4 separate regions of the Mus musculus genome follow, and regions 1, 3 and 4 are each linked to region 2. A link is a contact called in public Hi-C data. All regions are on one chromosome and are shown on one strand. The core of a region is the stretch at or near the end of the contact, and the rest is flanking DNA. Distances in the headings are between cores, read along the strand shown. Region 1 overlaps Gm30791 (a long non-coding RNA gene). Region 2 overlaps Opcml (opioid binding protein/cell adhesion molecule-like). Region 3 has its middle 120 kb from the start of Gm30791. Region 4 has its middle 66 kb from the start of Gm39314.

Region 1 (6,178 bases), core at 1,568-4,067, 720 kb after region 2:
AAAACTAGATGCTCCCCAACTAAAAAAAGGATCATGTCTGTATGCTGCTATGTTGTCATCACCTGCACCACCAGGGACTAAAGGTGAATACTTGGCAAAATCGGTCATAGAGATTTCTCCTCAAAGCAGCTTCTCCCTGCTGTGAGCCAACATGTATGACAAATAAGGCTTGTGAAGACCCAGCCACCATTTACCCATCTCTAGTACCCAGAAGCAACTGACCACCTTCAAAGGTAGGATTCATCGAACACCAGTTGCCCTTGAGAAACATCATCACATCATACCTGTAATCCAGCCATCACCTCCTTCGTGGAAAGTGATCACTGTAGTGGGTTGGCCTAATGTTGCTTGTACTTTAATACTAACTTGGGGCCCCTAGGACTGGTTAGCCTAGAGAGGGAGTCCACAAGTAAGACACTGAGTAACCCTGGTCCCAGTTAATGGTGATTGGTAAATAAAGATGCCAATAGCTAATAGCTGGGCAGAAGAGACGTAGGTGGAATTGAGGTTTCAAGGGTTTGGGGAGAGAGGACCATAAGGACAGAAGGAGGAGTAAGGAAGCTGCCATGGAAGAAGAACATACAGGAGGGAGAAGGAGACCTGCCATGGGCTAAGGGCCAAGAAATTGTGGCTCCGAGCGCTGCCCAATTGGAGTTAAGAGCATCCCAGATGGAACATGGTAAATAGTTAGTGACAACTTAGGGTTATTGACAGGAAAGTAGATTCTAACAGCATGGAGAGTGGGCAACTTCCCAGTTATTGTGTTGCCTAAGACATATTAAGAATGGCAGAGAAGCACCTGAAAAAATATTCAACATCCTTAATCATCAGGGAAATGCAAATCAAAACAACCCTGAGATTCCACCTCACACCAGTCAGAATTGCTAAGATCAAAAATTCAGGTGACAGCAGATGCTGCCGAGGATGTGGAGAAAGAGGAACACTCCTCCATTGTTGGGGGGATTGCAAGTTTGTACAACCACTCTGGAAATCAGTCTGGCAGTTCCTTAGAAAATTAGACATAGTACTAACGGAGGATCCAGCAATACCTCTCCTGGGCATATATCCAGAAAATGTCCCAACCGGTAAGAAGGACACATGCTCCACTATGTTCATAGCAGCCTTATTTATAATAGCCAGAAGCTGGAAAGAACCCAGATGACCCTCAACAGAGGAATGGATACAGAAAATGTAGTACATTTACACAATGGAGTACTACTCAGCTATTAAAAAGAATGAATTTATGAAATTCCTAGCCAAATGGATGGACCTGGAGGGCATCATCCTGAGTGAGGTTACACAATCACAAAGAACTCACACAATATGTACTCACTGGTAAGTGGATATTAGCCCAAAACTTAGGATACCCAAGATATAAGATACAATTTGCTAAACGCATGAAACTCAAGAAGAATGAAGACCAAAGTGTGGACACTGTACCCCTTCTTAGAATTGGGAACAAAACACCCATGGAAGGAGTTACAGAGACAAAGTTTGGAGGATGGACTATGTAGAGACTGCCATATCCAGGGATCCACCCCATAATCAGCTTCCAAACACTGACACCATTGCATACACTAGCAAGATTTTGCTGAAAGGACCCAGATATAGCTGTCTCATGTGAGACTATGCCGGGTCCTAGCAAACACAGAAATGGATGCTCACAGTCAGCTATTGGATGGATCACAGGGCTCCCAATGGAGAAGCTAGAGAAAGTACCCAAGGAGCTAAAGGGATCTGCAACCCTATAGGTGGAACAACATTATGAACTAACCAGTACCCCGGAGCTTGTGTCTCTAGCTGCATATGTATCAAAAGATGGCCTAGTCGGCCATCACTGGAAAGAGAGGCCCATTGGACACACAAACTTTATATGCCCCAGTACAGGGGAACACCAGGGCCAAAAAAAAAAAAAAAGGAATGGGTGGGTAGGGAAGTGGAGGGGAAGGTATGGGGGATGTTTGGGATAGCATTGGAAATGTAATTGAGGAAAATACATAATATATATATATATATATATATATATATATATATATATATATATATATATATATATATAAAGAATATAAAGGCCATATGTGTATGTGTCTTTCATCTGGGAACATAAATCATCTAAGATAGGGAAGAAGCTCCCAGCAAGGATTTTTAATATTTTGACAACTCACCACATGGGCTGCCCCAGAGAGCACTGCACCCCAGCCTTTCTAGGCTTTCTAGGCTTTTTGGTAACCATGAGGAGCCAGCCACTTTCCAAACCATATCCTGTTTTATGTTCGACACACTGCTTCCAAACTGCAAATACACACTATGATGAGTGTCTTTGTGTGCCATTGGCCCAGATAGCCCCCATCCCAGCACTGTCCTCCAAAGAACGCACAGCCTCCCCAATGGCTGTATGTTATCACTGACTCCAAGGAGCCTCGTGCCAAGCAAGAGACAGAACAAGAATTTTAAATGGCACTCTCTGTATCCATAGCCTGGATCAAAAAATGCCTAAAAAGTCATGTTTGAGAAATTCTTCCAAAATTCACAAGCAACCAAAAGTCAGATGAGGACAGCCCTTCACAAACATAGGGGTAGATGGAATATTTAAAGTTGCTCTGTAGAGCCAAAGAGCCAGGTTATTTATTTTGCAGGGTTGATCAATCATTTGTTTCCCTAAAGAATGCCAGGCCTTTAACTACTCATCTGATTACATCTGCAGCAACCACATTACTGCTGCCTTGTACTTAATATTTCATCCACGTGGCTCCCAGCACGCCAGTGGCTGCAGGAGGTTGACTCTCCACCGTGACGCCTGCTGGCTTTGAGGAATCACTCTACTCACCCCGGTTTCACTCACCTTCCCTCCCAGCCCCCAGATTAAAAGGTAAAGGACAGAAATGGAATAATAACTGCTTATTTCTTTTCCTTCTCACTTCAAACAGGAGATTTACTTTCAAAAACCCCATTAAGGGTTTGATATGTTTGCTGAAAAACTGCTACTGACTTAAAAAGCACTAGCAAATTACATTGGCCTGCAGCTCCTGGTGGCTGTAAGGCTTCAAGATAAGGTAAAGTTCTTGTCTCAGCAGCAGGGCTGTGGTCTGAATTGATCCCAGCCCAAGCAGCGATTGCCTTTCCATGTGCGGGGTGGGCAAGAGGGATTCCGATGTTTGTCAGTTGCAATGATAACAACAAATAGGTGTTAAGTACCTACAGGGGAGCTAGACATGGTACCAGATACAGAAGTAAAGGGTTGGGGGGGGGGGTCACTGTCCTCACATCGCTTCAGCCTAGAAGAGAGACAACATAAATCTGCCACTCTTGGGACTGACAGTCCCATTGTTCATTTGGCCTTCTACCTGCCACCCAAGTAATTTCCTACAACATCACTTTTGTTTTATGCTACTAATGATTTGGTCTAGAGAGCCAGCCTTTCCACTGAAGGGAAACAAGGGGACAGAAGTGTGCCGGTCAAATGCACAGAACAAATAAGATAATATCACAAATTGTAATGGCATAGGCTGCCTGGTTTCAATATTGAATAGTGGGACTGAACAAATGGCTCAGTTGTTACAAGCACTGGCTGCTCTTTCAGAGGACCAAGTTGACAGCTCAGTACCGCAATTGTGGTTCACAATGACATATAACTCCAGGTATAAGAACTGACACCCTCTTCTGACCCTCCCCAGGTACCAGGCTCACGTGTTGTGCATACATGCAGGCAAAGCACTCACGCACACAATACAAGACATTTAAATCTTAAGCAGAGGGCACTTTATTATCTTGGATCATTTAGGTTTCTGTGACAAAATACTAAAGCACCCTAAAATGGCTGGCTTATGAACAGTAAACAGCTCTCTCCATTCTGGGGCTGCTGAGTCCAAATGAATGCCAGGCACTAAACGACGCCATGCTTGGTGAAGGCCACTTTCTCTTTCCCAGATGTCCTCACTGTGATGGAAGGGGCACTTGGAATTTTGGAGTCTCGGAGGTTTCTTCTGTTTAAGAACACTGGTGTTGAAACTAGAAAGGCGTCCATGAGAAGGGATGGCTAAGATCTTAAGGTAGCTAATAAACAGAGGGCGAGAAACAGAAGGGAGCCACCTGGAATGGGGCAGGGGACAAAGGGCAGTGTGGAGGGGAGGCAAAGGAAAATAAAGCAGGACACACATGTACAGAGTCACCGAGATGAGATTTACTTTGTTTGCTAATCTAATTTTAAAATTTTTAAAAGCTATGTCTAAACTTTAAACAACAAAATTATGTCCGTGTCCAATCACCCCATCTCTGTCTCTCTGGTTCTGCATTTTTTCCACTTATACCACACAGAACTTATCATCTCACACATTTGACTGTGTTATCTCTGCTTCCCTGCTTTTCTGGGGGGCAAAAGCCAGCATAGAGCAAGCACTTGTGCAATTAGAGAGGCTGAGTTCAGGTCTCTTCAGAAGAGGAAAGGCCACGAAGAGAGGAGTAGCATTAACAGTGTCAGGGATTGGTTCTTGCCCGTGAGATGGATCTCAGTTTGGGCCAATCATTGGTTGGCCTTGTCTGGCCTCAATGAGAGAGGATGTGGTCTGTGCCTGGTCCTGCAATGACTTGATGTTCTGGGGGGAGGGGTGTAAGAAGGATGCTTGGGGGGGGGGGTGTACCACATTCTCAGAGGAGAAGAGAAGGGATGGAGGAGGAGTTGTAAGAGAGGCCTGGAAGGAGAAGGGGGCTGATATTGGGGTGTAAAGTGAATAAGTAAATACATTAATGGAAAAAGGGGGTGGGGGGAGACAGCAGCATTCAGCTTTCACTACAAGATGAGTGCCTCAAGTTCACTCTCTTACCAAGAACCTCTGGTGCCTCCCACGAAGTGTGATCCGCAATCCACAGCAAGGAACTGTTTGCAGCATCTGATTCTCCTGACCCTTGTGACCAGGCTCAGTTAGGAAAGAACCTCTGGCCCACAGCCCAGAGGCTTGAGGCTTCCAGGCAAAACGTGCTCCTCCAGTTGCCTGGCATATCAGTGAAGTGCATTTCTCCAGCTGCAAAGAAGGCCCACAAGAGACAAGGACCCTTGGTCAGGAACAGAGTAAGTACCCAGTCAGTTCTCAATGGATGAACAAGTGAAGATATTCACAAATAAATGTCCACACAACCAGGAAGTTCAGCCTGGCTTTCCCTTTCAGTCAGGTTAATTTGGAGAGATTTGCAGTAAGTGGGTTCTCTTATCCTCTGAGTAAATCTCAGAATAATTTCCAACTCGTTGACTGGTGTGCTTAGTGCCTCCAGTCAACAAAGATTTGCAAGGACTATGAACGAATTGAAGAAGTAAAGATGATACAGACGATATAAAAATACAGAAAACAATAAATCTGAGATGCTTGGTCCCTAAAAATGTGGATTAAATGGACCTATCCAGTTGTTAAAGTCTGTGTTCCCAGTTGCCAAGGCAAACCCTTTGACCTAAAGAAATCAGCCTGGGGATGGAGAGATGGCTCAGGGGTTAAGAGAATTGGCTGTTCTAGACATCCTGAGTTCAATTCCCAGTAACCACATGGTGGCTTGCAACCATCTATAATCTATAACGGGATCCAATGCCCTCTTCTGGCACACAAGTGTACATGCAGGTATAGCACTCATACATTAAATAAATAAATCTTTTTAAAAAAAAAGGAAAGAAAGAATGAATGAGAGAGAAGAAAAGAAAAGGAAATGGAAAGGACAGGGAAAGGAAGGGAAGGGAAGGGAAGGGAAGGGAAGGGAAGGGAAGGGAAGGGAAGGGAAGGGAAGGGAAGGGAAGGGAAGGGAAGGGAAGGAAAGGAAAGGAAAGGAAAGGAAAGGAAAGGAAAGGAAAGGAAAGGAAAGGAAAGGAAAGGAAAGGAAAGGAAAGGAGAGAAACGAAACTTCACTTAAAAAGAAAACCAGGGTTCCTTGTTGCCAGAAGTGAAGGGGCTCTGGTCTAGACATGTACCTGACCCTGCCATGTGTCCTGACCCTGCCCACTGTTGGTAAAGTATTGTGGCTTATACTTCTCTTCCCACCCAGGATGACATAAAATGCAATCAGGGCTTCTCTATTTTCTCATTTATCTTTCCACTCCAAATCCCTCATTTACGAGCCTGTTGTCTTTCGGGTGTTTTTGGAAGCTCCAGCGCTTTGCCGCTGACAGGAGGCTCAGTGAAAAGCAGTCAATGATTTCATC
Region 2 (5,900 bases), core at 1,607-4,106:
GAAGAGTTCTGACCACTTAACCTGGAGCTGAACAACTGGATCCTTTCAATTCTCAGTTCTCTGGGTATCTTGCCATTCAAGAGCTTCTGAAGTCAATGGTCAGGGTTTGGGGAGCCTGACAATGTCACTAAGATCTGGGCAATGCTTATATCTATGTGGGAACCAGGAAGGAAGCCAGTGCTCACACTGGACAGCAAAATCCCAGTGAGTTGATGACTGTCTCTTCCTCCCATGCAGTAGTTGTCAATCTAGTTCAGATCTCTGAAGGAATTTGATGAGTATCAAATAGCAAATGCATGATCCAGAGTCTCTGCCTATCCCCTGGACACTGATACCAACCTTTGAAAGAATTTTAGAAATATTTTCCCACAACTTCTTCCTTGAATGTCTAAACATATCTAAAACCTGTGTACATTTATTCTTTTTGATATGGACAGGTAGTCTAATATTTATTATTTTATACTTTATTTGCTTAACGTTTTGCAGGACATACTTTGCAGTTTAACAGGTATGTGTTTGGCAAATAAATTGGCTGTTTCTAGCTATATTTACACTCCAAATAATTTCCTCTACCCTGCTCTAGTCCCAAACCATTGCTATCTAAACTTGTGGGTTTCAGGAAATGAGAAATGTCCCCAGCAAGGACAGCCATTTCTTCACTTTCTGTGCTGAAGAGAGACCTACTTGGCCTTACCTCATCGAGACTTTTCATTTATCTCTGCAAGGGAGAACACACCTGCTTCTGGACTGTCATTCACAATGTGGAACAATTAGATCCTTAAGACATGGTGTGTAAAACTGTTCAAACTTTGGTCAGAAGTGTGCACGTGTCATAGAAATGCCAGCAGCATTTTGGACTTGATCTGGCTCATGTCATAATACGGACAGGTAAGGGTTATGTCCCAATGCTTAGATGAGATCTTGCATAAAACTCCCTCCAACGAGGGCCAATGAGGTAGCTTACCCTGTAAGGGAGTCACCTGCCATGTTGACTTATGATCTTCAGGGACTTCCACCCCATCCACAAATGCACACTATTGGTCGGAAAAGAACCAACATTGGAAATCTTTCCTCTAATATATAAATATATACACACAAGTTTTGGCATGCATGCACATATGTGGATACACACATACACACATAATTCATTCTCTCTCTCTCTCTCTCTCTCTCTCTCTCTCTCTCTCTCTCTCTCTCTCTCTCTCTTTCTCTCTCTCTGCCTAAATAGGTCAATAGATAAATAAATCACCTAGGGTATATGTCACCATCCACATAGCCATTCATTCCCATCGCTCAGGAAGATGCTGGAGCTCAGAGGAAGGAAGTAACCTACAGAGAGCTGAGGACTAAGCTGGTGCGCAGTGGGTAAATACATACATCCAATTCCACTCTCCATTTTATTATTTTTTTCCACTCAGGTCTTTCCCTCCCTACAGGTGAATCTGAGACACAGCTAATAGGCACTTCTGACCAGTTCTTCTGGTATCATATTTCTAAAGCTACAATGGGAAAGTTCTTTGTGACAGGGCAGCAATGGCTGCCAATGGGCAAATGGTGACACGTGTGATTCATTTTGCTGTTTATTATCCAAGCTGCCTAGAACAGGTGGGTGAAACCTTGTCTTTCAAGAAATCCGGCAAGGGAGGTAATCATTGGTTCTGGTGAGTCAGAACCAATCGCCATCAGACTTACGGCTCCCTGGAGAGAGGACTCGACCTAGTCTGGAAACTCTGAGATCAGACTCCGGGTCCATCAGCCTGCTCCAGCCATGGAGCTGATCCCTGCAACCAGTTCCAAGCTTTGTGCTTCTGGACTGTTTCTCCCACAGGCTCAGCATGGCAATTTGTTTAAATGAGAGCAGAAAGCATTCAGAGACCAAGATAGGACAACACCAGATCCCAGCCCAGTGTTGATTGAGAGCCAGATGCCTTGTGACTAAAGATATGAGTGCAGGAAGGAGAAACTATCAAAGCCAACAAAGAGAAAAGCCAGAGGGTGACTCTGTGAGCTAGGAGAGGGGGAAGACTCGCTTGAATTTCTATACATGATCTCAAAAGCTAAAGGCACAAAGGAAACTATGAATAAGTATGATAGAGTGAAAGATTTCTGTCCAGAATAGGAAATATTTTTGTATTGGACTGCATGGAAGAAAATAATTTAATATCTGAAAGCACCATAGAATTAATACTCGTTCTACAAAGACAATCTTCACATCAATAAAACCAAAAAGAAAAAAAAAAACGATGATGGATTATGGGCAAATGAAATGAACATGGGATTTAAAAATGAAACTCAGATGCCAGTGGAATACAGGAAGGGAGTCTCAGTTTGTTGGTGAGCAGGTGAGTATGAGACTGAGTCATTTTATACATAATTGGCTGGTAGAAATGGGAAGGCTGGCAGTGGCAGAGGGGACATGGAAACAACGGGAATAACAACTGTGGAAGCCGTGGTTGGTGAGTGCCTGAGCTAGCCCTTAGGTTAACTCAACTAATTCCTGTGACCTAGATTTGTCCTTTGGCATACTTTACAGCCCCAAGCTATCCTAAATACCAGAGAGCATCTCTTGCAGGGATATTTGCTGGGGTAGAGGTTGCTGGCGGGCAGGGTAACTGTACCAGTGGTGGTACATGAGGATCTAACCTTGAGGAACAGCTGCAAAGATACAGATCACAGGAGTCACTGGACAGAAGGAACTCAGCACAGAGAAGCAGGGATGCGTTGAAATGTGTGCATGGGAGATGCGGGAACAGTGAGCTCTCCACCACAGCATCACTTACCTAAGTTAGAGGAAGTAGAGAGAAGCTCACTGTTATCATCAGGCACACACAAGGAAGAGCACATGGCCTACACACAGCTGTCAGCATGCATAGCAAACAAAACAGAAGCGATGGGAACAGTGAAGGGGTGAGCAAGCCCTTGTGTGGAATCGCTGATAGGGAAAGAAATGTGCTTTAGACGCCAAACAGAACCTAGACAAGGAATAAAAAAATAAAGCCCTTATAGATTGCCTGTACAAAGATTTGGGTCACTCTCAGTGCTCATTTCTGGGCCCTTGTACCTTGTTCATCCAGCAGAGACACCCTTCAATCCCCTGGAAGAGTCCTCAGCCCAGTAATTCTTGCAGAGCTGCAATGGCTCTTCAAAGACACAAGGGGGCTCATGATGCACATGGATTTTTAATAGTGCCGCTTGTCACTCCAATTTGAGAACTAAACCCAGTACAGGCAGACACTCCCCTGCCACAAACACATCCTACTCCTCACTATCTATTCTATGCTGCCCCTTCTCTGCTGGGGGAATATGAAGTATGAAGCTGTTAGGAGTTATGAATGACAGGTTTGGGGAGAAGTCCTGAGCCACGTCAATCCTGTTATTGTGAGTGGACTGGTCTCCTTATGTAATCCTCCCTCTTGCTTTTCCTCACTTTTTATGCCCACTCCTGCCTTCCTCCACACACCCACTTCCACTTCACTGGACCCTGCTCTCCGTATGTAGATCTGCCTGTATTTCTGCCCTGACCCCTGCCTCTCCAGATGAAAACATTTGCTGCCAGAGAGCTTGTGAGTTTATTCAATAGCATATCGTAGTATCGTATGTATGTTTTGCACCCGTGTGTATCAGGGAGATGTCTTTGAACTTGATAGAAGGAAATGACCAAACCATTCCTTAGAGTTCATGGCATAGGGAGAAGGGTAGCTATCCTGACATGTGGTGACCTCTTTTTTTCCCCAGAAGCATTCAAGGCTGGATATCAGAGTGCAGAAGAGTTGATTCTATACTCAGCCTGGGTGAAGGGACCCTGCCAAGTGCAAGGGCACAATCTGTGTGTGAAGAGTGACAACAGCATCCCCACTACATGTGGCTTCCTTATTCCCTGACTCTGCTGTTCTGGGGTATATATACAGGGAAAACCATAGCGTGACTTCCTGTGACCTGCCTCCTGGGAGAAAGGACCCCCGCCTTCATCTCAGCACCCTCCAGCCAGCTCTGCCTTCCATTCTGTGGCAGTGTCAGAGCCAACGACAAGTTGAGACCTCATCATTTTTCCTTAATCAGGAACATCCTTCGAACTGGAGCCATGATGGCAGCAGTCAGTCTCAGGGAATTAACTCACCATGAAGATCATTCCATGACAGAGGCATAGTTTATCAGTTCCCACAAGCAGGGTGTAGAGGGGAAGCTAAAGGAATCCCTTAGTGGCTGTGAACAGGGCTCCCCCATAGCAGCCTGCAATAGCCTGTAGCCCCACAGTCCTGAACAGACACACTTGGTCAGGCAAGTAGACCTCGGTTTGAATCAACATCAGCACAAGGCACGGCAGGGCACTGCCCCTCTGATGCTGATGTGTACCCAGTTCCATGCCCAATCTTGTTAAAATACAGTCTCACTTGGGTCCATCCAGGGCAGATCCGGAGAATATTCATTGCAACAAGCTCCTAGATATCCCCATGTGACTGACTGTGAGCCATGGTGAGCAGAAAGGCTGGGGTCAGAGGATGAAGCTGGGTGGCAGTGACTATGTCCTCAGTGGACACCCAAAATGGCTATCCCTATGTCCTTTAGCACATATTTTTATTTGCCCCCTAAGTTGGCTTTTGTCACATCTGTGGGACATTTTAACTATGCTCCTAACTGAGAGCGAGAGGTTGGTTAGAAGGTTACCCATGGGCCTATGTTCCCTACTTGCAAAGTTTTCTTTGAATCCTTCCCTGCCGTCCAGCCAGAAGCACACCTGAGTGTGCGGTTGCTTGTTTTAAGCTGTGGAGGAACATGAGAGAACCTTGAGAATAAAGACTTAACTGCTCATATGGCCACAGAGCAGGAGGCTGGTGTTTTCTGCTCCAGTCCTTTAAAACAGCTTGCAGGTGCCTGCCCCATCCTTTCTCTGCTTATTCACTTAGGCCTGCAGGGCTGTATTCTGGGGGCTGGAGGTCTGGCACAGAATGGACTGGTCCATTCTGGTATTGTGTGGTACCCCACACCCTAGTGTGGTACTGGGAATGAGGAGAGTATGGATGCAGGGTGCTGTGGGGGAGAGGGTCATAGGACATGGGCTAGCCTTTGGTTATGCCATTATATATTAAAACAACAACAACAACAACTCACAACAGAAGGTGGTTTTGAAATAAAAGCGATCTGAAACCCAGATGCTAAATGCAGCTAGAGCCTGAAAGCCTCTTTGTAACAGCCCAGACTGGGTTTGGGACTTTGATGGGACAGACTCCTCTGGCATTCCTGATGGTAGACAGAATGTCTTACGGGGAGAAGAAGGCAGCACCAACAGAAGCTCATGCTGATGGGTTTCTGATGTGGGGCCCATGGTAACCTGCTGAGCTTTCTTCTGAGACTCCCTGGTGGCCTCTGAAGAGTTAAGCCTTGTGTTCTCATTACCTACTTCTCTCATCATGTTGCATCCTGTTTTCTTGTCTACAGGGATGCCTCCCTCAACAGACTGCAGGCTATGTGGCCAATTAACAGAGTCCTGTGTGCTCTGTGCCTATTGGACAAGCAACTTTTGTGTATGGGTGACTGATACATCTGACAGAACAACTTGAAAGGGGGAATTTTAATTGTGGCCCTTAGTTTCCGAGGTGTCAGTCTGTCATGAGGCAATGACTGGTGGGGCAGAATGGTTCATATAGCCATAGTTACTAAGAAAGAAAAAGCAAACACAGGAAGAGGCCCCAGGCCAAGACTTGGTACCCAAGGCCATACTGTCCTCTAGTCAGGCCTTGCCACCTCCTTCCCTTGTTCCCAATAATGCTGTCATATTATGAAGTCATCAACGGATTAAACCATTTCTTAGTCCAGAACCCTCATGATCTAACAGCCTCTGGAAACACCCTCATGGGCTCACCTAAAGGGGGGCCTTATTTAGCACCCTTGGGAAGCTTTCT
Region 3 (5,819 bases), core at 2,126-4,625, 600 kb after region 2:
GCTGTGGTCCTGGATTCATATCCAGAGAGATTCTACTTGAGGAGGTACTAAAGACAGTGGGATGCCAGGGATTAGGAGACTCAAAACTTTTGGCCTGGAAAAATAGATGCATGGTGGGCAGTTCTACCATCGTGAGGTGGGGAGCGAGACTCCGCTCAGTAGCCCTAATTGCCACTTGAAAGGCATACCTACGTTACCCTGTCTGCCTTTATTCTGTGGGAAGTTGTCAGTTCAACTCTTCAATGGGCAGGTTTGTTATCAGCAAGTGGTTTACAGCCCCTAGGCTGTGCATTAATTAAAATGGCTTTGTGCAAAGTCTTATTCATTAGCACGCTGCTTCTTTAATCACCGCCTCTTCAGCCACCAGGACAATCTATAAATCTCCTCAAATATGAAATAATGAAGTGGAATGGTTCAATTTATTACAATGTAATAAGTCAGGATAATGTGGGGGTGGACAGGGCGGCACTAATGCAGGCTGCCTGCCCGGTCCCGCCCTCCTCATTACCTGGGGCACCTGGGACTGCAGAGCCGCAGATAGAACCAGCTAGGCCGTGGCATAACATAAGCTCCACATGTTCTTCGTATCTCTCATCCAGACAGGGACAGACCTTAAAAGAAGGGAGAGAGAGAGAGAGAGAGAGAGAGAGAGAGAGAGAGAGAGAGAGAGAGAGAGAGAGGAGGAGGAGGAGGAGGAGGAGGAGGAGGAGGAGGAGGAGGAGGAGGAGGAGGAGGAGGGAGGGAGGGAGGGAGGAAGAAAATAGAAATGGCTGGCCCTAAGTTCTCCAGGATGTCCACTCACTCCACAAAGCCTACAGCTGGGGAGGTCCGTGTCCAGCACCAGCTTGGAGTAAGCTTCCCAGAATAGCCATGCACAAGGCTGAGCAGACTCAATAACTCTTCTTCCTGCAGTGAAGTTCCTCAGGCAGAAGGCTCCTGTCCAGTGTGAGATAGAGATTCAGACTCAGCTTTTCCACACAGAAACCTAAACCCTAGTTTTCACAGCAGCCTCGCCTGAATGGCACACACCTGTAGAACATCAAACCTTGCAGGGCACAACCCCACCTAGATGGAAGAGGGCAGAGCCCCTGGGCTAAGTCTGAGCAGTTACAAAAGCCCTCGAGGTTTAATTGTAATCTGCAGTACCAAGAACTGCAGGCTCCATAGATAAGAATCCCCAGCGCCGGTTGGCAAGACACATCCACAGGTTCCTTAGTAAAGGACAGATTGACTAAAGACGTGGAACATACTGATGGTTTTCACTGGTGCTTTGTTTTGTGTTGAGCCCACACTGGCCTCAGGCAGGCTTGCCTCAGCCTCCTGAGTGCTGAGAATAAAGAAACACACTATCATACCACATCTCATTAAGAATGGGTATTCTTAGGCCCAGCGTGGTGGCGCACATCTTTCATCCCAGCACTTGGGAGGCAGAGGCAGGCAGATTTCTGAGTTTGAGGCCAACCTGGTCTACAAAGTGAGTTCCAAGACAGCCAGGGCTATACAGAGAAACTCTGTCTCGAAAAACAAAACAAAACAAAACAAAACAGAACAACAACAAAAAAAAACCAAAAAACAAAACAACAACAAAAAAGAATGGGTATTCTTATCACACGACCCAAAAGATTCTTAGATAAAGCATGTTTGACATCACCGAGCTGCCTCTGAAACATCGAGTACTCCGCACTCTGCCTCCTGCCTCTTCCTCAGTGAACAACAGTCAATTCATAACATACATGGTAGATATCATTTGTATGACTGACATGCTTCTACCAGGGAGTCCAGACTTTTACCCCTAAAACTATGATGAGTGTAAGGAACTTTATGACCATATACATTTCTGCATGCTAAACTCCTCCCTTCGCTCATCCACCGATCCTTAATCACTCTGTGTCCCCAGAGCTCTCCCTTAAGTGGCATTACTAAACAACAAACAGGAGGCTCACATGTTTTTTCCATTCTGTCTTAATTCCCTAACTCTGCGATACTCTGTGTCTTAGTTAGGGTTAGTATTGCTGTGATGAAACATCACGATCAAAAGCAACTTTGGGAGGAAATTGTTTGGTTTACATATCTTGAATTGCAGTCCACTGAGAGAAGCCAAGACAGGAACTCAAACCAAGCAGAGAGGAAAACGCTAAAAACAGAGGCTATGGAGGAGAGCTGCTTATTGGTTTGCTTCAAAACGCAGCTAGCTTTCTTACAAAAAACATGCCAAGCTTCTCAGTGGCATTGTACCACCCACAATAGTCTGGGCCTCTTCTATCAATCACTCATCAAGAAAATGACGTACAAGCTTGCCTGTTTACAGCCCGATCTTAGGGAGGTGTTTTCTCAATTGGAATTCTCTCCTCTCAGATGACTCTAGCTTAATGAAGAAACTAGAGGTATAGGCTAACTCTTAAAAGAAAATAGTTAGATGCTTCAGACTAGAATCCTGCTCTAAACCAGCTGAGTGCTCACTGAGAGACCAGCATTCATCCACAACTCACAGAAATAAAATCCCTGGTAGTACATTGCCAGGAAGACCCCAAAGGCAGTCACAAAGGAAATGCAGTCAGTCCTGGCTAAGGAGGAAAACAGCCAAGTGGCCATGGCTTTGCAATCCTTTGTGATCTGGGTTTCTGAGCATTTTTATCAACTCTCTGGGATGGCAAATGTCCAGCACTTATGCCTGACTTCACTTGACATTCTCTGGCAAAGGATGGGTGGTTCTGCAGCTCTGCTGCCAAGTATGACCCTTCTGATCCATGTAACCTATGCCTTGCCTTTCTTTCTAGAAGGGCAAACAAGGGCAGGATCTTAGAGCTGGCATAGTCCCACATCCCTGCAGATGGGCAGTACAGGAACAGGGTGGTCTAGAACTAATATATTAAGTATTTGAAGATAATTAGGTCAGAAGTATTCTCTCTCTCTCTCTCTCTCTCTCTCTCTCTCTCTCTCTCTCTCTCTCTCTCTCTCTCTCTCCTTCCCTCTCTCTCTCCCTATCTTCCTTTTCCATGTAAGAATATATCAAGATTGTCATCTGTGAACCAGGACACAGGGACTCAATGGTCAACCAATGCCTTCTACTTCCTTCTAGAATGATAAGCATCTGTTGTGAAACAAATTACAATGTCTGTGGCAACTTGTTTTTGGTTTTTAAAAAAAAAAAAAAAAAAAAACAGGCCAAGCAAAGACATAACACTTGCCACCTACTAATCTACTAGCATACTTCCATATTTATTGCATTTATTTTGGGATACTTATCTCCTCTTGCTAGTAGATAAGCCCCACAGGAGCAGAAATTGTGGTCTGTTTTGCTTACTAATACATCTCAACTGTTTCTGATAGTGCCAGCCAGAGCCAACTCTGAACGGTTGGTGAGTGACAGCAAGCATAGCAAGCTAGACAGTGGATTCACCCTTCTTCTTGCTCCAGCAGAAGGGAGACACAGGAGGAGGGGAAACTATGTACACCTCCCATGTCTTTGTCTAGCCTGTTTGTGTGAGAAGCCTTGGACTGCCTTCACCAGCAATAAACAAACTGTAAAAACACAAGTTCAGTCTGCCTACTGACCTCCAGGCTGCCTGTATCCTGCTGTCTCTGCCTGATTATCTCCACTCGGTGATGGCTAAGGCACTGAGAAGTCAGGTCTCCTGACAGAATATTGGTGTTCTTGCTTAACCAGGTGACAAATAACATGCTTAATAAATTATAAATGATAAAATATTGCAAAAAACCTGATATCAATTTTAATACTTTAAAATGATTTATTAATATGCTTTCACACTGTTTGAGGTGTCTGTTGTTTCTCACATTGCAACGACACACTGTGAATGAGAAAGGAAAACTTGACAAGGTGAGTAAAGGCAGAAATGAGGCTACCTCGATGGAAAGGGGTGATGGGAAATACCATAAAAGCTGGAGCAAAGATGAAGCACCATTATTCTGCACAATATCTAGATACTTTGGACCTTTCTGCTCTCTTACCTTATTAGAAGATGGCAGGCGATCACAGAGTCTTCTAAATAAGCATTTCTAACTTCTCCTTCCAGTAAAGCCATTCATTCTGTTGATATTCATTGTTTTTCATCTAGTCTATACTTCAGACATGGTACCATTGACACAGATATGCAGAAGACTAGAAATTGGGTAGGTGGATGGATATATCTGCTTGTATCCTGGGCTTCCTCCCACGAAGCCACTTTCTACTTACCTGTGGACTCTGTTCTCTAGCACAAGGATCAGAGCCATCTTCTGAAAGGCACATGGTCTCAGGCAACTCATCCTGGATTCCAAAGGGGTCAGCCAGAATAATAACACAACAAAGGCCACTTTATACTTAGCAGCTTTCATTTTTATACAGAAGTCTTAGAATCAAATTCAGAAGATGTCCTAGGAAAAGGGGGGGGGGTGATGGACAACCCATTAAGGGCACTACTCCCTTGCCCCTCACCCCCCCACAGCATGCACACTAGTGTGGACCTGGCATTTCCAGTTGTTTCCATATCCAGAAGTGTGTTTATAGCAGTGGCATCATATAACAGCTTCATACATGTGTGTTGAGTGGACATAAAGTATTGGAAGGAGACTGTACAGGGCAGTGTCCTGGAAGGATGCAAGGGCTGATTTAGAGCCTAGTGCCTCCCTTCACAGTTGTGCTTCATGGTGTCATATGTTTGCAAGGCCTTGTGCCTCAGTCTCTTCAGCTGGAAAGTAGGTACCAATAAACATGTATCTCTTATAACATTGTTGTAGAAAGCAGCTGCGTTGCATACAGGCCAAGGGCTCAGAAAACTGTCGTGCACTCAGTTAGGGCCGTGTTCTATTTGCTGTCAGCAGTCTTACATGAATCTCTTTGGAGCCACGGGAGTTCAGATTCTGTCCATACATTTGCTAGCTTTGTCTGGAGGCCCAGACTGATGAAGTTTCTCGGGTTCTCAGCAACAAAAGGGAGATGATTGCATCCACATTCAAAAGCAGTTGAAAGGAGCAAGTGACAAGAAATATAAAATCCAAGATCCTATACACCATTACTGCTTCAAAACAGTACTAGGAGCAGTAATAATTAATACTTATGGTATCCATGTTAGCACCCCAATTGCCATGGAAAATACCTGAGAGAAAAAGGTTTATCTGAGCTTACAGTTTGAGAGGGCTCAATCTAGGTTTGTCACCACTTAGTGTTCTATAGCTGTGAAGAGACACTATGACCACAGCAATGCTTATTTTTAAAAAAGTATTTAATTGGGGTTTGCTTACAATTTTGGAGGTTTAGTCCATTATCATCGTGGCAGTCAGCATGGCAGCACACAGGCATACAGTACCTACATCTAGATCCTTAGGTAGCAGGAAGAGACAGACACTGGGTCTCGATTGGGCTTTTGAAACCTCAAAGTACACACACACACACACACACACACACACACACATACACACATATCCTCCAACAAGGCCACACCTCCTAATCCTTTTCAAGTAGTGCCACTCCCTGATTAGTAAGAATTTGAATAGATGAGCCTATGGGGGCCATTCTTATTCAAACCACTTCAAGGTCCAAGTATACTCAGGGTTTTTAAGTCTGGGTTAAGCAAGCACATCATGGTGGAGAATGTGTGACTGGGTCAAGCTAAGCTCCTCATGGCATCCAAATATTTTAAAAGGAAGAAGAGGGGAGGATGCTGTCTCAATATTTCCTTTAAAAGTACATTCCATGTGGTCAGCTCTCCCACTGGAATCAACCTCTCAGTGGTTTTACCTTCTCCCTAAATCAGAAACCAACTCCTTAACACACAGCCCATTGGGAGACCCTTGTTCAAACCATAGCAGTAACTTTAACT
Region 4 (6,217 bases), core at 2,594-5,093, 520 kb after region 2:
CATCATCAACTAAGATTGAACAAAAAAATATTTAGCCTCAAAAGAGAAAAAAGTTTGTAAATTGCAATTTTTTTTGGAGGTTATCAAAGCTGAGTTTTCCTTCCAGTTTGTTGTCTCAGTTTTGTGTATGGCTTACACATACTCTATGTCTAACTAAATCATCCTAACATGGATGTCCATGCTTACACACACACACACACACACACACACACACAGAGAGAGAGAGAGAGAGAGAGAGAGAGAGAGACTTCAGTTTCTCCTCTGTTCTGCTCTCTTGCTCTTAAGTTGCTAGTATGAGATCTCTCCAATTTCTTAATGAAGACACTTTCCTCTTAACACTGCTTTTAGTATGTCTTACAAGTTTGAGTATGTTGTGCCTTCGTTTTCATTGAATTCTAAAAAGTCTTTAATTTCCCTCTTTACTTCTCCCTGGCCCAGCGATCAGTAAGTAGAGATTTTTTTTTTTTCAGTTTCCATGAATTGTTTTTGTTGTTGTTGAAGTCCAGTTTTAATTCATGGTGGTCTGATAAAATACAAGGGGTGATTTTAATTTTCTTGAATATGTTGAGGCTTGCTTTGTAACCAGCATATGGTCAATTTTGTGAAAGGTACTGAGAAGAAGGTATATTCTTTTGTGTTAGGGTCAAGTGTTCTGTAGCTATTTTAGGTCCTCTGTTATTATTTCTCAATTCAGTTTTTGTCTCGATGACCTGTCCATTGGTGAAAATGGGATGTTGAAGTTTCTCATTACTACTGTTTGGGGTTCAATGTGTGTTTTAAACATTAGTATTGTTTCTTTTATGAATGTGGGTGTCCTTGAATTTGGGGCATAGATATTCAGAATTAAGATATCATTTTGGTGAATTTTTCCTTTCACCCCAAAGGAGTATAAAGTGTTCTTCCTCTTCATTTTTCATTATTTTTGGTTGAAAGTCTATTTTATTAGTTATTATAATGGTTAGGTTACTCCAGCTTACTTCTTGGGTCTATTTGCTTGGAAAACTTTTCTCCAGCCCTTTACTCTGAAGTAATGTCTATCTTTGCTGCTGAGGTATTTTTTCTTGTATGCCTTGTAAGCAACAGAAGGATGGGTTCCCTTTTCACATCCATTTTGTTAGACTGTGCCTTTTTGAGGGAAGTGAGTTCATTGATGTTGAAAGATATTAATGACCAATGACTGTTAAGTCCTGTCATTTTGATGTTTATAATAGCAGTGTGTGTGTGTGTGTGTGTGTGTGTGTGTGTGTGTGTGTGTGTGTTTCCCTTCTTTCAGTTTGGCTGGTGTGGTATTATTTATTTTCTGTGTTTTCTTGGGTATAGTTAACCTCTGTGGGCTGGAGTTTTCCTTCTAGTATCTTCTGTAGGGATGGATTTATAGATATATATGTGGCAGAACCTTCTCCTTATGAATAAAGATTTTAGGGGACCAATCACTGGAGTAGGCAGGCAGGACTTTCAGGTCGGTGAAAGGAAGAGGGGAGGCAGGAGCGTGATACTTGTTTTGGGACATGGAGAGCTTAGAGGACAATATGTGGCTAACAAGAGGTCCCCAGTTTAGATGGCAGAACCCCCAGGATTCACCACCAGAGGAGTTGAACTTAGACTGGCTTATAAATTAGAATGCTAGTTGCTGAGCCCAATATTTGAGTTACCTGTTAATTCTAAACTAAGTTTTTGTGGTTTTCCTTCACACAATGACTCAACTGGGTTCTAGAGAGAAAGGTATGGTGGCAAAACCTGGGTTTGCAAGAAGTGTACCCCAAAAGGCCATGAAAATTTGGATGCATGGGGCTGGTGTGGTAGCAACCTGCCAGTGAGAACTTAGCAAGCTGGGTGGAGAGATTTCAGAGCTCTGGGTCAGAGAGTCTCTATGAGATGAGAACAGGCCATCCATGCCTGCCAGTGCCGGGCTAGCCAGCCCAGTGCCTTGCTGGGATACCATGGATTGCTTTTTAATATTTCATGCTACATAGATATTGTTGAAATTTTGTTTTATCTTGGAATATCTTGGGTTTTTTTTTCCATCTATGCTGATTGAAAGTTTTGGTGTGTATAGTATCCTGGGCTGGCCAGCATCTGTGGTCTCCTAGAGACTGCAAGAGTCTGCCTAGGTCCTTCTGGCTTTTAGAGTCCCTGCTGAGAAGTCAGGTATAATTCTGATAGGTCTGCCTTTGTATGTTACTTGACCTTTTTCCCTTAAAGCATTTAATATTCTTTCTTTGTTTTGTAGATTTAGTGTTTTGATTATTATGTGACAGAAAATTTTTCTTTTATTGTCTAATCTCTTTGATATTCTGTAAGCTTCTTCTATGTTTATAGGCATCTCTTTCTTTAGGTTGGGAAAAATTTCTTCTATGATTTTTTTAAAACTATTTTCTGGGCCTTAGAGTGGGATCCTTCTTCTTCTTCTTCTTCTTCTTCTTCTTCTTCTTCTTCTTCTTCTTCTTCTTCTTCTTCTTCTTCTCCTTCTCCTTCTCCTTCTCCTTCTCCTTCTCCTTCTCCTTCTCCTTCTCCTTCTCCTTCTCCTTCTCCTTCTCCTTCTCCTTCTCCTTCTCCTTCTCCTTCTTCTTCTTCCTCTCCTTCTTCCTCTCCTTCTTCCTCTCCTTCTTCCTCCTCCTCCTCCTCTTCCTCCTCCTCTTCATCCTCTTCTTCCTTTTCCTCTTCTTCTTCTTATTCAATTACTATTATTCTTATGTTTGATCTTCTCATAGTAGCCAAGATTTCCTGGATCATTTTTGTCAAAAACTTTTTAGATTTAACATTTTCTTTGACATATGTATCAATTTCTTCTATAGTATTTTCTATGCCCGAGAGTCTTTCTTCCTTTAACTGATGACATCTGGGTCTAGAGTTCCTGCTCTCTTACCTAGGTTTTGCATCTCCAGGATTCCCTTATTTTGTATTTTCTCAAATGCTCTGTTTCTGTTTTCAGGTCTTGAATAGTTTGATTCATTTCCTTTACCAGTTTGGTTGTGTTTTCCTGTATTTCTTTAAGAAATTTATTCATTTCTACCTTAAAGGACTCCATCACCTTTGTAAGATTGAATTTAAAGTCATTTTCTTGTGCATTGACTGTGTTAGAATATCCAGGGCTTGCAGTAGTAAGAGAGTTGGCTCTGGTAGTGCCCTGGATCTTATTGATTGTGTTCTTATTCTGGCCTTTAGCTATCTGGTGTCCTGGTGCTGGCTGGCCACCAAGGATACAGGCATAGATGTGGGCCAGAAAGTGGAGTGCAGGGGAGTGGGTGCAGTCTATGGTTGTTGGGTATGCTTTAGGGTTACTAGGCAAGTAGGGCATTTGGAGGGCAGGTATTTTACCTGGAAGTTCCTGATGCTGGCAGGTCTCCAGGAATGCAGACAGCATTGTGTGTTGCAAATGGAGTTCAGGGGACAGGGCACAGTTTACCTCTGCTGGGTGTGCCTACGGGGATCTGGAGAGTACGGGACCTGGTGTGAAGTCATCCCTGGTCATTCCAGATATTGGCAGGCCTGGTTGTTCCTGGTGCTGGCAGGCCTCCAGGAATACAGACAGAGTTGGGTGTCCCTGGTGCCAGCAGTCCACTAGGAATTGCAAAGGGTTTTTTAAATATATATATAATAAAATTTATAAAGCTTTTTTAAAAGACAGGCTTACAAAATATAAATACAAAAGAAATCATTGAACATATTCAGTGAGATAGCAGAAGTCTGTACAATTTAATCTAAGTCCCCAAAGCAAGGGAAAGATGCCAAGATGGAATTAGATATAAAAGATTATTGGTGGAAACACCCATGAGGTAAACCGAGGAGCTTGTGGAGACCGTCTGGCAGGGAGAGGGATGACACAAGGCTTACATAACAGGGAAGCAGCACAGGCTGTCAGGGAGCCATGGCTCCTCTAGAGAGTCTGCTAATGCAAATACTTTGGTTTGGGCCACCTGCTCAGGACAAGAAGGAAATGAACCATCTATCTGTGAGGTACTGTTTAGAAGCACCTGAAAGAGGGGCTTGCTCTCTCTACACTGGGAGCACATGACTTGGTCCTCAGCACATTGCTCTCTGTGCACTGGAGATATCTGACTTGATTCTAAAAGTTGCTGAATGAAGAAATTAAAAAAAACAAAAAAACAAAAAACAAAAAACAAAAACTTTAGAAAGTAGACCTGCTAATTTACATACATTATCATTAGGGATAGCCAGGAGACTCAGAGGAGGCTCTGGGGACAGGTTAGTAAGGTCAGAGGAAAGCACTGGATTCACATCACCAAGAAGTTCAGAGTGCTTTCCTCTGCAGGTCAAAGCCAAGGGCAGAAGGCTTCATGACAGGCCTGAGCTGGACAGTTTCTGCTGGATGGTGGAAAGCAGACAACAGAGGCCAGGTGGCCCTGCTTAATTGCCACAATTCATTAAGACTTCAGAGGCCAGAGGGCCAGCCAAGGAACCCAGTCTCACAGGAGATCATGAAGATAGTTATGGGATTATATTGGGCCCAGGGATAAAATTGATGAGCCACAACAGGATGCTACTTAATATTCAGGGAAGCAGCAAGAAGGGAGGAGCAGGTGCAGAGTGTGAGCACACTAACACACAAGACCCTGCTCAGCTCTCCATTCTGGGCCAATTTCAGCCCCAACCCCACCGAGTGATAAATTAGCTGCACTATTATGGAGACATAATGATCTCCAAGTTCTTTCCCAAAGGATCTATGCACTCGTAAAACAGAAATGCTCATATAGTTGAGGACTGATGGTCACATGGTCCAAGTTGATTCTGAAATTCAGAGACTCAAAGCATGACCATGCTTGTTGGGTGAAAATGTGCAAAGCCAGATAACATAGATAAAATCTGGCTGGTAGGGGCCACATTGGGTTCACAGAATCAGGCAAAAGCCATTTCCCTGTCTTTAGAAATGCTCAGGATACATAAGCTCGACAGTTGGGTGAAACATATTTGTAATAGCCCTCATAGTAACTTGGGTTCCCCAAGTCAAAGTCATGAAGTTCATATGGAAAGGTTATGAAGGAAGACACAGAGGGAAGGAAAAATGTTGGAGAGGTCTGATACCTTGATGCATATCTGATCCTTGAGAAGAGAGATGATAGGAGAAGGGAAGGGAAAGGCTAGATTATTTTTGTGATCCCAAGAGACTGCAACATGGCAAACAAGATGATCTTGAGGCAAAGTCAGATGACTGAGGAGTAAGGCACCCTCTGGCCATAGCCTTTCCTTGGTTTATAAGCTACTTTCACTCATAGGCTAGAAACAGCCACTCAAAGGATTATCTGGAACAAGAGTAGCCAAGAGCCTCTAAGTCCAGTAGCTGGGACTGTTTGTCCCATCCTTGCCTAGCACTGAAACCTGTGAGGGTCACTGCCATACCACCACTGATCCCCACACATTATCTTCAAGTGTAGGAGCCAACTTCCCCTCCATAGCCAAACTGCATTCATATGTCTGGGGTTTACTTTTACATATTTGAACGTCAAGAATTCTCAGACCATTTATCAAGCACTTCGTAAGTGCCATGTTATGTGTTGTGCACACAAAGTGGAGAGAAACAAGTTAAATACATAATCATGTGGAGTTTGCAATCTAGCCAGAGGAAACAAAAGAAAGCAAAAACTTAAGCTTATCAGTGTCATCAAAGGTCAATGGATACACTGGAGAAAGTGTCCGTCAAATGTGGTTAGTAATGAGATGACCAGTGAAAGCTCTCTAGGGGAGAATGCTGCACTGAGCTGAAGCCAAGAGAAATGAAGAGAGTCCAGCATTAGCCAGGTAGCACAGGTGCCTTGGAGTCAAGGCACAGCCAAAAGGACATGAAAACCATGAAGAACAAAGCATGATGGGGATCCTAGTGCCAGGACGACAACAGCAAGGACTGCCAGGAGGGACAAGACTGACCTCCAGCTAGATTACATCAGCCTACTTCTGGGCCAGGACCTTCTCCCATGGCCTATGAGAAATGATTACTACTTGTAAGGTCACTCCACAACCAGACTTGCATTCTGAGGACTAAAACACTGACATTTTAGCAGAAGATGGATAGCAAGGAAGACTTGTTTAGACAGGCATTTTGGTGGTCCAGGATGCAACACTGAGGGACTGCTGACTGTGGCATACCTGGCAGCAAGAACAGAGATGCACAGGCAAATCAAATATGAATGTGGTTTGAACATGAATGCATTTTAGCTATGACTCCTCTAGATGGTAACAAACAGAAATTGGTAGCAGGTAG

Evidence for each region. A called contact is a pair of places that touch in the nucleus more often than the background predicts.
Region 1: a Hi-C map of the N1E-115 cell line shows a contact between it and region 2, with 2.8 times the contacts expected there. The contact joins two enhancer-like sites. A contact is called at or near these places in 10 of 484 Hi-C or Micro-C datasets (the HL-1 cell line, the N1E-115 cell line, cerebral cortex and 4 more) and 1 of 115 datasets of contacts at active chromatin or transcription factors (astrocytes).
Region 3: a contact with region 2 is called in a Hi-C map of the N1E-115 cell line, with 4 times the contacts expected there. The contact joins two enhancer-like sites. A contact is called at or near these places in 2 of 484 Hi-C or Micro-C datasets (the N1E-115 cell line and cerebellum).
Region 4: a Hi-C map of the N1E-115 cell line shows a contact between it and region 2, with 4 times the contacts expected there. The contact joins two enhancer-like sites. A contact is called at or near these places in 5 of 484 Hi-C or Micro-C datasets (the N1E-115 cell line, cortical glia, gonadal supporting cells and 2 more) and 3 of 115 datasets of contacts at active chromatin or transcription factors (astrocytes and stem cell-derived neural progenitor cells).

The regions. Positions count from the first base shown.
Region 1 is chr9:27,520,135-27,526,312 of GRCm38.p6, reverse strand. Gm30791 (a long non-coding RNA gene) reads right to left here. Exons shown (of 3, transcript XR_379207.2): 2 at 4,821-5,018; 3 at 3,822-4,008. Among named protein-coding and RNA genes, the nearest start is that of Gm30791, 4.3 kb to the right of the region's middle. Within about 2 kb of position 2,817, at least 2 of the 459 cell types and tissues checked have an H3K27ac peak or open chromatin away from gene starts, as enhancers often do. A contact at or near this core is called in the N1E-115 cell line, where this site is marked.
Region 2 is chr9:28,245,262-28,251,161 of GRCm38.p6, reverse strand. The region is part of intron 1 of Opcml (opioid binding protein/cell adhesion molecule-like); the gene reads right to left. Among named protein-coding and RNA genes, the nearest start is that of Gm39313, 150 kb to the left of the region's middle. Within about 2 kb of position 2,856, at least 43 of the 459 cell types and tissues checked have an H3K27ac peak or open chromatin away from gene starts, as enhancers often do. A contact at or near this core is called in the N1E-115 cell line, where this site is marked.
Region 3 is chr9:27,640,972-27,646,790 of GRCm38.p6, reverse strand. No RefSeq gene overlaps it. Among named protein-coding and RNA genes, the nearest start is that of Gm30791, 120 kb to the right of the region's middle. Within about 2 kb of position 3,375, at least 5 of the 459 cell types and tissues checked have an H3K27ac peak or open chromatin away from gene starts, as enhancers often do. A contact at or near this core is called in the N1E-115 cell line, where this site is marked.
Region 4 is chr9:27,722,382-27,728,598 of GRCm38.p6, reverse strand. No RefSeq gene overlaps it. Among named protein-coding and RNA genes, the nearest start is that of Gm39314, 66 kb to the left of the region's middle. Within about 2 kb of position 3,843, at least 12 of the 459 cell types and tissues checked have an H3K27ac peak or open chromatin away from gene starts, as enhancers often do. A contact at or near this core is called in the N1E-115 cell line, where this site is marked.